Linked DNA regions of Mus musculus: region 1 is linked to region 2. Evidence: chromatin contacts called from public HiChIP or PLAC-seq data. All regions are on one chromosome and are shown on one strand. Each heading gives the region's core, a stretch centred on a gene start, on an enhancer-like site or on the middle of the called end of the contact. The rest is flanking DNA. Distances are from core to core; before and after follow the strand shown. Region 1 overlaps Sntb2 (syntrophin, basic 2). Region 2 has its middle 9.9 kb from the start of 1110028F18Rik.

Evidence for each region. HiChIP or PLAC-seq counts read pairs in DNA pulled down with a chosen protein or histone mark.
Region 1: a contact with region 2 is called in an HNF4G HiChIP or PLAC-seq map of pancreatic cancer cells. The contact joins two enhancer-like sites. A contact is called at or near these places in 1 of 484 Hi-C or Micro-C datasets (B cells), 1 of 115 datasets of contacts at active chromatin or transcription factors (pancreatic cancer cells) and 1 of 9 other capture datasets (embryonic stem cells).

What each region holds. Positions count from the first base shown.
Region 1 is chr8:106,997,778-107,004,598 of GRCm38.p6, reverse strand. Sntb2 (syntrophin, basic 2) reads right to left here. Exons shown (of 7, transcript NM_009229.5): 5 at 2,893-3,089. Among named protein-coding and RNA genes, the nearest start is that of Gm22085, 8.4 kb to the left of the region's middle. Within about 2 kb of position 1,843, at least 41 of the 459 cell types and tissues checked have an H3K27ac peak or open chromatin away from gene starts, as enhancers often do. A contact at or near this core is called in pancreatic cancer cells, where this site is marked.
Region 2 is chr8:106,573,532-106,580,934 of GRCm38.p6, reverse strand. No RefSeq gene overlaps it. Among named protein-coding and RNA genes, the nearest start is that of 1110028F18Rik, 9.9 kb to the left of the region's middle. Within about 2 kb of position 3,559, at least 71 of the 459 cell types and tissues checked have an H3K27ac peak or open chromatin away from gene starts, as enhancers often do. A contact at or near this core is called in pancreatic cancer cells, where this site is marked.

The sequences.
Region 1 (6,821 bases), core at 594-3,093, 430 kb before region 2:
CGATGGGGAGAGAAGAGGAACAGTGTGGGATGAGACAGTGATGGCGGATGAACAGGGATGTGTGTGCATGAAAATGTCATGGTGACTGGAGGGGGTCCATCTCAGGGCCCACAGGACTCCAGTCCCAAGTGATCCAACCCCTCTTCTGGCCTCCATGGGCACTGCATTCATGTGGTGCACAGACATAATGAAATCAATATTATGTTAGCTAGAAAATTAAAACAATTTAGTTTTGGTAAGCTTCACAAAGCACTGCTAACGTCTGTCTAATGCACACCGGCCGACAGTACCACCATTCCTCTGATACCTCTTTCTTTTGCTTCCATGACACTCACCATCCCCACAAATCTGGTTTTCATTCCACTGCTCTGGTTCCTATGTCTTACACTCATAAGTGGAAGGGAACATTGGCTTTTTCACATCACAGGACATTACAGAATAGAAAGACACTCTAAGATAACATACTAAAGCCAGGAGTCAATCGGGGTTACACTGAAATGAATGTCAATCATATTACATATTACCTATCTTGTATTTTTGTGTGCATGCACAGGTACCTGTGTGTAGAGACCTTATGAATTGGTCCTCCCCAGGTGCTATCCACCTTATGTTTTGGAAACAAGGTCTCTCCTTGGTCTGGGCTCACCTATTTGGCTAGACTGGCTGGCCAGTGAGTCCTAGGGATCCCTGCCTTGACCTGCCCAGCCCTGGAAGTACACACACGAGCCAGTGCAGCTGGATGTCTACATGGGAAGTACACACACGAGCCAGTGCAGCTGGATGTCTACATGGGACGTACACACACGAGCCAGTGCAGCTGGATGTCTACATGGGACGTACACACACGAGCCAGTGCAGCTGGATGTCTACATGGGTTCTGGTAACTGAACTTGGGCCTTCATGTTGTGTGGCAAGCATTCACCTTCCCAGCCCATGCCTGTTTGTTTATTCTTTCTGTAGTGCTGAAGCCCGAATCCCAGGCCTCTCCATGGCGATACTGAGCTCTGCTTCCCATCTCCCAGTCTGTATTTCTTAAAATCAAAGACTGGTGTTGAGAGACCTCCTAATAATGTTTTCTACAAATCCTGCTACTGGGATCAGTTGTTTAGTTTTGTAGTTTTAAGTGGTTTCAATGTTTCTGGAGAGTCCTTTGACCTGACCCTATAGCACAGCAGGAGACAGATCAAAGCAAGAGGGGGAGGAAAGGAGGGAGGGGAGACACACACACATACACACACACACACACACATCACATGGGGTGGGGGTAGGGAGAGAGAGAGAGAGAGAGAGAGACAGACAGACAGACACTCTGATTGACTCAGGCTTTTTGAGCATTATAGGACAACTTCGAAGGGAGTAGGCCCCAGAAATTGACAACTAAGGTGACTATTATATTACTAGAGGAAAACACCAGGAATTTATGCTCACTGGTAAGTAGAAACTTTTAAAAACAACAAATTATGAACGGCTGGGGTAGCATCCCTGGTCAATGGTGTAAGAAAAAAACGCCTTATTAGTCTCTCCACAAACTAACTACAGAGAACAACAGGATGGCGTCTGTCCTCTCCTCACATCTCTCTGGTCAGGGACAGGGAGTAGATCTTATTTACTTTATCTCTATCATTATAAAGCCTAGCTCTTGCTAAATAGTGCTCAGCAAATATTTGTTGATTTAATGAATGAAGGGGACTGATACTGTCTGTCCTTCAGGTATTTAATCCGGTCAGGAGTATGAGTCATCTGGAGAGGGAAGGAGGGGCTTAAGGCACTGCCTGTATATAAGCCACACTGACCCTTGTTTCATGAAACGGAAGGGCAAACTGGAATACCTGTATGTTTACAGAGTGTATATGAAACACCAAGTTCATAATGTCTGCCACCAGGGGCACATCCACTGTGGAACAAAGCAACCAGCAGGGACTCGCCACTAGAGGGAGCGCCCAGAGTGGAAATGAGGCAACCAACTCCTGAATGTTGGACAGACATTTTCAAGCTTTTGAAGAGAAACTCCTACTCCATACACGTTATTTTCCACAGCCACAAACTGCCAGATACTTGTATTTGAGGGCGTATGGATGGCCTTAAGTGCCAAATCTTCTTAACTGTAGTCAGTGCATCTAATTCTTATTGCCTGGGTTCTTACACTATTAAATGTAGATTACAATGATACACAGTGAAAAAGCCACGTGGTAGTATGGTGGTCAGTGCTACATGGCAGGCATGGGAAAGGTCTGGTACTTAGACAGATAACAGATTTCTTTCCTCCACCACCACTTCAGCTACCGTGTTTTAATAGCTTACAATCAGTATGCAAAACAATGGTTTTACTTTACAGCTGAGTAACTTCACCTAATTACTATTAGAGGGCAGGAGAGATGGTTTAGCTTTTAAAGGTTCATCCTTTGGTTTTCTAAAGGATTCCAATTTGATTCTCAGCACCCACAAAAGCAAATTCTGTTTCACTGTCTGCCCTTTTCTGGTCTCATGGGGCACCTGCACACTCATGGCATGTATGTACACACAAGGAAATGTGCACACACTGATAAAGATAAGGCTTGAAAAAACTAATAATTATGGTTAGAATCCAGGACCAGGAATGAGAGTGCACACCTGTGACCCCAGCACTGGGGAGGTGAGGCAGGGGATCAAGAGTGCCAGGCTGGGCTGTGTGAGACCCTGTCAAAAACAAGCAGGAAGGAAGGAAGTTAGGAAGGAGGGAGGGAGGGAGGGGGAGAGAGAGAGAGAGAGAGAGAGAGAGAGAGAGAGAGAGAGAGAGGGAGAGGGAGAGGGAGAGGGAGAGGGAGAGGGAGAGGGAGAGGGAGGGAAGAAGGGAGGGGAAAAAGAAAAAGAGAGAGAGAGATAGATAGGAAGGCCAAACAAAAGTATCTCTACCTAGGGAGACTTCCTTGATCAGCTCAGCAGCAGCATGGCAGCCCTGAACAAGTATTCTGGTCCAGGTCGACAAATCCCGATGAGTTTCAACCCTGAAGAGATGCATCTCAATGCCCTGCCGAGAGCCTGTCCTGGTAGCAAAGGTCAGGTCAGATCCAAGGGAGGGTGACCGACATCCAGAACCTGAATGAACCAACCTAGGACCACAAATAGAACAGAAAGCTAAGGTGATCATTACCTTCAACAGTTTTTGGATGAATGCATTTCAAAGCCAAATTATGATATTTTTTAAAAGATTTATTTATTTATTTTATGCATATGAGTACACCACCATTGCTCTCTTCAGACACACCAGAAGAGGACACCAGACCTCATTACAGATGGTTGTGAGCCAACATGTGGTTGCTGGGAATTGAACTCAGGAACCTCTGGAAGAGCAGTCGGTGCTCTTAACCACTGAGTCATCTCTCCAGCCCCAAATTATGATATTTTGATATCCTTTAATCTGATAGAATAGTCCCTGGTGTCACAGGAGGCAGGATATTACTTACTGTCTTCATAAAGAAAATACCGGGCTGGTGAGAATGGCTCAGTGGGTAAGAGCACCCGACTGCTCTTCTGAAGGTCCGGAGTTCAAATCCCAGCAACCACATGGTGGCTCACAACCATCCGTAACGAGATCTGACTCCCTCTTCTGGAGTGTCTGAAGACAGCTACAGTGTACTTACATATAATAAATGAATAAATCTTTAAAAAAAAAGAAAGAAAGAAAATACCTACCAACAGAAAAAGAGATGCAGAAAATTCTTCGGGGGCTAGAGAGATGACTCAGGTTAAGAACACCTGCTACTCTTCCAGAGGACCTGGGTTTGATAGATGGCAGTTCAAAACCATCTCCTATACCCTCTTTTGTCTTCCATAGGCACCAGGCACACACATGATTCACAGACATACATAGAGGCAAAACATTCATTTACAGAAAAAAATGCTTAATTTCAGGCCGGCCTAAAACAAATCAAAACACCACACACAAAACAAACAATGGCACGTCCCATTCAGTGAACTAGGAGAGGAAGTCCTATCATCAGCTATCACATGGATGAACTTTGAGGATTTTATATCAAATGAAATGAGCATCACAAAAAAATCCAAAACATGCATGCTCTCCTTATATGCAGCATCGAAACCTTATCCGGATTTATAATTTCCCTTGAAAAACAGATTTTTATCACAGGCAACAATTAGCACCAGTGTTTTCCTTAGATGACAGAGCACTTCAGTCATTTTAGACACAGAACTGAGCATGGTGGGCTATTAATCAGTCCCTCCTCCAAGGGGAAACTGAAGTTCATGAGGAGCAGCTGGAGCTCAGCTCAGGACTCAGGAACACCAGCCCTTTTCCTTGCAGCATGGCTCACCAGATCATACTTCAGAATGAAGTACAAGCAATTTCTCAGCTTAATAATTCATATTTCATCATGTAGAATCTTAAAAAGATGGATAAAGCTGATAATTTGTGCTGTGCTGTGCTGTGTGTGTGTGTGTGTGTGTGTGTGAGAGAGAGAGAGAGAGAGAGAGAGAGAGAGAGAGAGAATATGAGCGAGTGAGCTTGGGCTGTGTGTGTGTACATGAACGTATGTGGAGGGACATCAGGTGTTCTGTTCTATGACCTTATTTATTCCCTTGATACAGGATCTCCTACTGCACCTAGAGTTACTTTATGGCCAGAAAGTCCTAGCAATCCTCCTGTCTCATCCTTCTATAACATGGGGGCTACAGGCTTCCTCTCTGGGTGCTGGGATCTGAGCTCATGTGTGCTCACAACAAGAACTCTCACCACCTGAGCATCCCCCTCTGCCCCCAAACTGAATTCTTACTACTTCAGTAATAATAATAATAATAATAATAATAATAAAGTTCAACTGGCTCCCCACACCCAAAATCCATTTGGGGAAAAACAACGATTACCCACACAGGTATGTTCTATGCATGTGACAGATCACCAATTGCCCCGAAACAGGTAAAGGTATCCCTCAGGGCAACTGTCAGCACAGTGAAAACCACAAGCAACATTTTCAGTATTACTGGGAGATACATTTGAACTTACAGAGCTGCCTATGGAGTTACCTCTGAGAGCCAACCGTGTTCCTAACCTTCCTGTAGACCTTACATGCCAGGTGCACAGGAGCTAGCTCAGAAAGAGTTAAGTCTTAAATTTACTCTCACATGATCCAAGTAAGAGGGAGCACAGAGGAAAGTACCACATTCAGTTTGATTGCTAATCCCACACTAGACATTACAAACTATCAAGTCTAGGGGGATATTTTCCTCTTAGATTTGATTTTGAAATACTTGGCAGAGAGGATCTAATTCAAACCAGCTGCTAGATTTGGGGAACAGCCATTGGTTAGAACACACTGCCAAATGTCCCCCACCCCCACTTTTGTGGGGAGGCCAAATGAGCTCATGCGAAGATGAGCTTTAACAGTTTTGGCCACCATATTAGTCTCATAAGCTCAATCCTACCATGTCCACATGGTATAGTAGCCATGGCTCTCCCAGTCAAAGGCAGCTTAAAAAGACTACAAAATCCACACTTAGCACCCAGGACATCCATGTCTTTCCACCCATGCTGTGTGCCTAGCTTTGATCTTAGGGAAGATCTAAAATAAAAATTCCCTTCAACAACCTCTAGGCATTATGTAATTCCTCACTGGCCAAAAATGTTGTGTATTGAGAGAAAACAGAGAGAGAAAGAGGAGAGAGAGAGAGAGAGAGAGAGAGAGAGAGAGAGAGAGAGAGAGAGAGAGAAGAGAGAGAGAGAGAGAGAGAGAGAGGAGAGAGAGGGGGGGGGATTCCTAAGAATCTAAATATGTAATCCAACATAAACTTACTGTTGCTCCTGTTAATTTACACCACTCTAACATTACTTGATTTTGAAGTTTGAAGCCTAGTTACCTTTTTTCTTTTCTTTTTGTTTTTCTTTCTTTCTTTCTTTCTTTTTTTTTTTTTTTTTTTTTTTTTTTTTTGGAGACAGGGTTTCTCTGTGTAGCCCTGGCTGTCCTGGAACTCACTCTGTAGACCAGGCTGGCCTCGAACTCAGAAATCCACCTGCCTCTGCCTCCCAAGTGCTGGAATTAAAGGTGTGCGCCACCACCCAAGCTCAGGCTTTGTGAGGAGCACTGGAATCAAGCACAGTGGGACATTCTAAGATGAAGCCATAGTTTTTGATGTCAAGAGAGCTTTATTTCAGTGAGGTCATGGAAACCAATGCTTAAACCCAGTCTTCTGTAAGATGCGTCTACTCTCCAGGTAGGAGGAATGCAGGTGACTACAGCGTCTCAGCTCTGAAGGCCAGGAGATGCTGGAGCTCTGTTTGGTGGCTGAGGAGCTCCAGCTCTGAATGAAAGAAACTCTCATAAAGCTACTGACAATTTAAACTCTATTTTCACGAAAAGAATGATACCATGCCTCACACTGACGATACATCTTTATTCCTAGTACTTGGAAGGCAGAGGCAGGTGGATCTCTATGCGTTCATGGCTACCCAGGCCACATACTGAGTTTTAGGCCAGCTACGGCTACACAGTGAAAGCCTGTCAGAAAATAATAATAATAATAATAATAATAATAATAATAATAATAATAATAATAATAACTTTATGATGATGATGTTCAAAACAGGAAACTGCAGTGCTCGCTATGGGGCACAGGTGACGGTTCTATCTCTTCCCTCTCTCAGTACCAAGTACTTTCTCTGAGTAGCCCTCACCCGCTTTAATGAAACCAGATTGTCATCCACTTGTTCTTTCTGCAAATGACAGCTCATGCTCAGTATCAGAAGTCTCAGACTTCTCATAGACTCTGGTTTACTGCACTGAGAGAAACTTCGGAATGATTTCTGAATCGACAGCTTGTGGGGCTTTTCA
Region 2 (7,403 bases), core at 2,310-4,809:
GACCACACCTGGTTTCTTCAGTTCTGGGGCTTAACACACACACCACAAACACTGAATGAAACTATAACCACTCGGAAAAACTAAAAAAAAAAAAAAAAAAAAGAAAGAAAGAAAGAAAGAAAGAAAGAAAGAAAGGAAACAGAAACAGAAACTATATCCATATTCCATTACACTTTTAATGTTACATTTGTATTTACTTTTAGGTTTAGATTCCTTGGGTCAACAAGACTGTACTGTTAAGTGATTAAGGCTCCAACCTTAAGAAGCCTGTGTTCAGTCCCCAAGACCCATGTGGTAGGAGGATTATTTTTGGTTTGTTTGTTTTATTTTGGTTTGGTTTTTGGTTTTTGGTTTGAATGTGGGTGCTAGGATCTAAACCCAGGTTCTCATGCTTATGTGCAAGGACGTTACCAGCTATGGCTTCTTGGTAGCCCCTGGGTTTTTTTTTTTTTTTCCTTGTGTGTGTGTGTGTGTGTGGTGTTGTTGTTTATTTGTTTGTTTGTTGTTTTTGTTTTGCAGCAGAGTCTCCTGTACCTAAGTCTGGCCTCAAACTTAAGCTCAGTAATATAACTGGGTTCTTGAGCTCCTGATCCTCTGCCTTTACCTTCCAAATTCTGGGGTTACAAGCCTAGTTTTTGGGTCAAACCTAGGCTTTATGCATGCTAAGAAGTGCTCTACTGACTAAATCATGCCTGCAGCCCTCTGAATACATTTCACGTTACTTATTTTGGGGTTGAAAGGAGTAGGGATTGAGACAGGGTCTCAGTTTGTAGCCCAGGCTAACCTTGAACAGAAGATCCATTGTATCTCACTCTCCAATCCTGGGTCATTCTCTTACCACATCTCTCAGAGTACAGGAATTACAGGTATGGGCTGTATTACCGCATTCAGTGCTGAGAATTGAACCCAGGACTTTGCACAAATTAGACAATGCTAGACCACTGGACTCTAATCCCACAGTGTTTATTCATATATGCTGTGTTATTTTTTAAAATGAAAGGAAAGCACACTTTGTGTATGAGGCTTTCCTTTTTTGTTATATTGAGACAGGATCTCAAATATTGCAGATTGGCCTCAAACTCACTAGTTAGCCAAGGATGACCTTGAATTCCTGACTCTCCTGCCTCTGCCTCCCAAGTACTAGGATTCTAGGCACTCACCACTGTGCCTGGCCATTCTGTGGAGCTTTAAAGAGTTGTATGGGAAAGGCTTTAGGATCGGTTTCTCAGAGTTGCTGAGTCAGGAATCATATGCATGGGACTGTGAAGCCAGCCGGCCCAGCAGTTAAGAGCACTTGGTGTTCTTGCAGAAGACTCAAATTCAGCTCTCAAATTCTCCCACATTGGGAGGCTCCTGCCACTCTTTCCTGGCCTCTACACAGCCACAGCCAACCATACATAGAAATGAAAGCAAGATATAAATCTTAAAAACAAGAATATGTGCATATGGGCTGGTGAGATGGCTCAGTGGGTAAGAGCACCCGACTGCTCTTCCGAAAGTCCGAAGTTCAAATCCCAGCAACCACATGGTGGCTCACAACCATCCGTAATGAGATCTGACTCCCTCTTCTGGAGTGTCTGAAGACAGCTACAGTGTACTTATATAATAAAAATAAATAAATAAATAAATAAATAAATAAATAAGTATATAAAAAAAAAAAGAATGTGTGCATATGTTACTGCTTTGAGCTTTCTGTTTAGCCCCCCAGCCAGGAAGGAGTGACCCTCTGGGAGGGGTCTGGCAAAGGGGCGGGGCCTGGCCCTTTAAGGTCTTTTGTTTCTGAAGTAGCCCTGGAGGTTAGTCCTTCTGCAAAGCCATGCTAACCATTCCCAGGACCTTCTCGTGGTGTGGCAGGAAACGGGGAGAAGAACAAGAAGGCTTTATTAGAATGTTATCCGCCAAGGGCACTTGCTTAGTACAGTTTGGCTTTGCTTTCAGGCAGCTCTCTGCAGGCTGGTGTGGGACTCTGCCTCTTGTAGGGAAGAAGATCTGGGGTCCGGAACTCGCCCAAGCTGTTTGGCCATTGGCCCCAATTCCCATCACTTAGTAAATACAGATCATCAATAACATTTTGTTGTTGCTGTTGTTTATTGTTATCTCATACTGAGTGTATGTGTACTTGGGGTGGGGGGATGTGAATATATGCACATGCACATTCATATTGTGTGAGTGATAGCTGGGCCTTAGGGCTAGGTAGCTGGACTCCAATTATCATTATTCTGCTTCCTAGCTGTGTGGCTCAGAATGATGCGGGTGCTAAGATGCATTGATGCAGGTACATGGAAATCCTGTCACTGAGGAATGACAAACCCAGAAGCCTTTCTGGAATAAGAGGGATCTAGACAGGAATCAAGTCTCAAGACACCTGTAGGTTAATAAAGAGGCCAAGTGGCTTTGAAAGAGAGAGAGAGAGAGAGAGAGAGAGAGAGAGAGAGAGAGAGAGAGAGAGCAGCCATTAAATTCCATTATAGGAAAATTACCTATGAGAGTCGGAGGTTCTTCTCAGATTTCAGCTCAGCAATCGTAGGAGTCCCTGGTACTGTGCTCAGCACTCTGGCTGTGGTGAGTTCTGGAGATAAGATATCAGCTTGAGACCCACCAGGGAGATACTCTTGAGATGCCTAGCAAGCAGATTCTGGGACAATGAAATAGTTCATGACTATTACCAAGCCCAGGGACCTGAGTTAGGATTCCCAGAACTCACATGGTGGAAGGAGAGAGAAACAGCTCCCACAAGCTATTCTTTGACCTCCACATGTGCACTGTGGCACTTGGACCATACACACAATAAATATAATTTTAAAACAAGTCACCTGATGTGGTGGCACACACTTTTAGTCCTAGCACTTGGGAGGCAGAGGGATCTCTGAGTCTGAGGCCAGCTTGGGCTACAGAGTGAATTCCAGGATAGCCAGGGCTATACCATGAGATCTTGTCTCAAATAAATTAAATACACAAACAAAAGAAAGAAAAAGAAAAAATTGGAGGAAGGAAGGAGAGAGAGAGAGAAGAGAGAGAGAGAAAGAGAACCTCGTTAAGATTGGCTAGAAGAAGACAAGAAGCATCCTCGCTAAGGAGCAACTAATTCCACTGCCTGGCATGAAGAAAGGAAAGGTTTAATAATTCAGAGAAGGCAGGCCGGGTGGCTCATGCCTGTAATCCCAGAACTCAGGAGGCTGAGACAGGATTGTCTAGGCTACATTGCAAGTTTCAGACTAACCTTGGCTATGGTGAGCCCCTGTCCAAAAAAAAAAAAAGCTCTTTGCAGGTGTGGAAGGACAAGTAGCGGAGGCAGGGACACTGAGAAGGTGTCACTGTGGCAAAGCCAACAGTCCAGGAATGGGGAAGGAGCGTGTCTTCTGTGGCTGTGTGACCTGTATGTGGAAGTGGGACAGATCAGCAGGAGCTGAGATTTTTGGACAAAGTCCAGGACTGAAAGGACTTTAAACAGCCTGCTACTTGTATTTCACTGAGGGGGTCACAGGAATGCAAGGACGTGTATTGGCACAGAGGGAGGAGGACTGTTCTAAGAGACTGGCCTGGGAGCACGGGCTTCTGTAGTTCTCTCCACTGGAGTTCACAGTCTGACCTCAGCCAGAGGAAGTAGGCACAAAATGGGTGGGGCAGTGCTTGTCAGCCAGCCCGAAATCCAAGCCCTGATATTATTCCCTGGTGGCTTCTGAGAGAGATGACTAATATCTCTAAGATAAGAAAGGCTTCTGATGCAACCTGATATTCTTGTTGGTGGCGACTGGGGAACCCACGTTTAGAGGAGCTGAATTACTACAGGGGAGAAAAGAGCAGTTATGTTATTAAAGTGAAATGACTTATATCATTTCTGGTTTCCTGACTATGGCTATGATGTGACCAGCTGTCTCCTGTCTCAAGCTCCTGCCAGGACTTCCCCACTAGTATAGACTGTTCCCTAGAACTGGGAGCCAAAAATAACCACCCCCCCCCTTTTTTTTTCCTTTTTCCTTGAAACAGGGTTTCTCTGTGTAGCTCTGGCTGTCCTGGAACTCACTCCTAGACCAGGCTGGCCTTGAACTCAGAAATCTACCTGCCTCTGCCTCCCGAGTGCTGGAATTAAAGAAGTGCACCACCACTACCTGGCAATAAACTCCTTCCTTAAAGCAAAACAAACAAACAAAAAGAAGCAGAGATCTCTCTGTGCCTTTGGGGGCAGGAATGAGATTCACCAACACTGAGACATAGCAGCCTGTCTGTCACCTTGCTGGGAACAGTGTGCAGCTAACCAATCTTGTCCCCTCAGTAGCCTCTCTGCACAGGGATGATGAAAAGCATGGCCAAGACGATGGCTCCTGGGGTGGCAGTGGCTGCCTCCTCAGGGACTTGATCTTCATGTTGCTTTCTTTTCTTTCTTAGTTTTTTTAAGACTTATTTTTTTATTTTATGTATATTAGCACACTGTCGCTGACACACTAGGAGAGGGCATCGGATCCCATTATAGATAGTTGTGAGCCACCCACCATGTGGTTGCTGGGAATTGAACTCAGGACCTCTGGAAGAGCAGTCAGTGCTCTTAACCACTGAGCCATCTCTCCAGCCCCTTCATGGTTTTTTTTGCTTTGTTTTATTTGTTTTTGTTTTGTTTGTTGTTGTTTTCCCAGCTTAGATTCAATCCTTGTCTTCTGCTTTATCTCCATGAACCCCAAGGCCAATGACTGTGGGTCCCTAAAAGAGCTGCCAAATCCTTGGTGGCAATCACCACTCTCCTAACCTGGGTACCGGGTTTCTCTGGGCCTTCCTGCTACACAGGTATCATCATCTGCTATTTGGCATTTTTCAGAAGAAGGAAGAGGAAGAGGAGAAGGAGGAGGAAGAGGAAAAGGAGGAAGAGAAGGAAGAGAAGGAAGAGGAGGAAGAGGAAGAAGAAGCAGAAGAGGAAGCAGCAAAACAAATCTTTTTAAAATACATTAACGGAGTATTGGAGTGCTGGCTGAGTGGTTGAGTGCTTGCTAATCAACTGGCTAATGAACTGGTGTTCAGATCTTAGCACTTCCTCATTACTGAGCCTCCAGCTCAGAGGGATCCCATGCCCTCCTCTGGCTCTGTACATACCTACACACAGGTACATGCACCATGCATAGGTGTATATACCCATATGCATACATACACACACACACACACACACACACACACACACACACACACACTCACAAATAAATCTTTTTTTTTAAAAGACTTATTTATTTATTATATGTAAGTACACTGTAGCTATCTTCAGACACCCCAGAAGAGGGGATCAGATCTCACTATAGATAGTTGTGAACCACCATGTGGTTGCTGGGAATTGAACTCAGGACCTCTGGAAGAGCAGTCAGTGCTTTTAACCACTGAGCCATCTCTCCAGCCCCAAATAAATCTTTTTTTAAAAAAGGCAGAGTGACCTAACTCTATTGTTTTTCCTTAATGGGAACATGATATGAATATGAAGTAGACAATCATCTAAAGATTTTATCCAGCTGGGAGTGATATACTCCTGTAATCTCTGCAGTCAGGAAGTGGACTGATAAAGGAGAAACAAAAGTTCAAGGTCATCCTCAGATGCACTGTAAATTCAAGGCCAGCCTGGGCTACAGGGCTCAGTTTCAGGGAAACACACAAGGAAGGTTATCAATGTAAAGTCTAAGCCTGTAACAATCTATTTTTTAAATTTTTATTTATTTATTTTATGGATATGAGTACACATCAGGGGAGGGCATTGAATCCCACTAAGTTGTGAGCCACCATGTGGTTGTTGGGAATTGAATTCAGGACCTCTGGAAGAGCAGTCAGTGCCTTTCTTTGTTTTGTTTTGTTTTTTTCAGGATAGGGTTTCTCTGTATAGCCCTGGCTGTCCTGGAACTCACTCTGTAGACCAGGCTGGCCTCCAACTCAGTAATCCACCTGCCTCTGCCTCCCAAGTGCTGGGATTAAAGGAGTGCACCACCACTGCTCGGCTCATTACTAAAAGTTTACAGATGGTTGTTTGTGTTTGGGATTCAGATTGGCAGCATGTCACCGCTCCAGCTGTCCTTTAAACCTTTCTGGCTGTGCGTGATCCATGGCATTTGGCACTTGGGAGGTAGCCCTTTAGCACCTCAGCACAGGGCTTGTCCCAGTGCCACCTGCCTGCTTTCCCATCCCCAAGCTTTGTCACTGCCGGGCCCTGTCAGGCTCCAGTAGCACCAGGGGCAGACCATGGGACAGCCTCATTCCTACATCTCCCCGTGTGACACCCTTCACTTGGCACAGGGCATCCCTTCATCCTCTCATTTGGGCTTTGGTCTGTGCTGTAGACTTGGGTTCCACAACTCAGCTTTTACTTCTCTTTCCTGGAAACCAAGGTGAGACACAGATGAGAAATAGGAACTAAAAGAGGTGAGATCCCTTCATGTGGTAACATTACCACTTCTCCTTCCTCATCCTCTTCCTCTTCCTTCCTGTGTGGCCGGTGGTAACTTCTCTTCTCCCTCTCTGGTGGGAAGCAGGGCCGAGTTTGTGGCAAGCTAGCAGCGATTACCCTTCCTTTCTGAGTCTCTAGGGTGCCATGCAGCCCAGAACTCTGTCCAACACCCAACTGAACATATCCACTTACGTGGTCCCTAGACTTCTCAAATGCAATCCTCAGAAGGGAGTTAGGGCTGGGTGTAACGGTGTACAATGTAGACCTATAGTCACAGTATTGAAGAGGTTGCGGCAAGAGAAATTGCTGGATTGCCATGAATTTGAGATCAGCCTGGATTATAGAGTTAGACTGTCTCAAAAAAAAAAAAAAAAAAAAAAATTGGGGCCCGGAGAGATAACTGAACAGTTAAAAGCACTGGGCACTGGCTGCTCTTCCAGAAGACCTGGGATTGATCTGCAGCAGCACATGGCAGTTCACAACCTTCTGTAACTCCAGTTCAAAAGACCCAATGCCCTCCTTTGGCCTCTATAGCCAGTGCTCATATGTTACTCATAGACATTCATGCAGCCAAAATATCCATACACATGAAATAATAAGTAAAACCTGAAAGTTAAATATAACAAAAAAACTGAAAACTGGCTAGGCCTGATGGCACATGCCTTTAATTCGAGCAGAGGCAAGCAGATCTCTGAGAGTTTAATAAGCCATCCTGGTCTTGAACTCTAGCAAGTTCCAGGGCAGCCAGGGTTAGTTAGTGATACCCTGTCTTAAAACAAAACAAAACAAGATCCCAACAAAACACACACACACAAAAGATAAATAAATGTAATTAATTAAAACCCCAAAGAACCTTTTCCGGGCTGGTGAGATGGCTCAGTGGGTAAGAGCACCCGACTGCTCTTCCGAAGGTCCACAGTTCAAATCCCAGCAACCACATGGTGGCTCACAGCCATCTGTAACAAGATCTGACGCCCTCTTCTGGAGTGTCTGA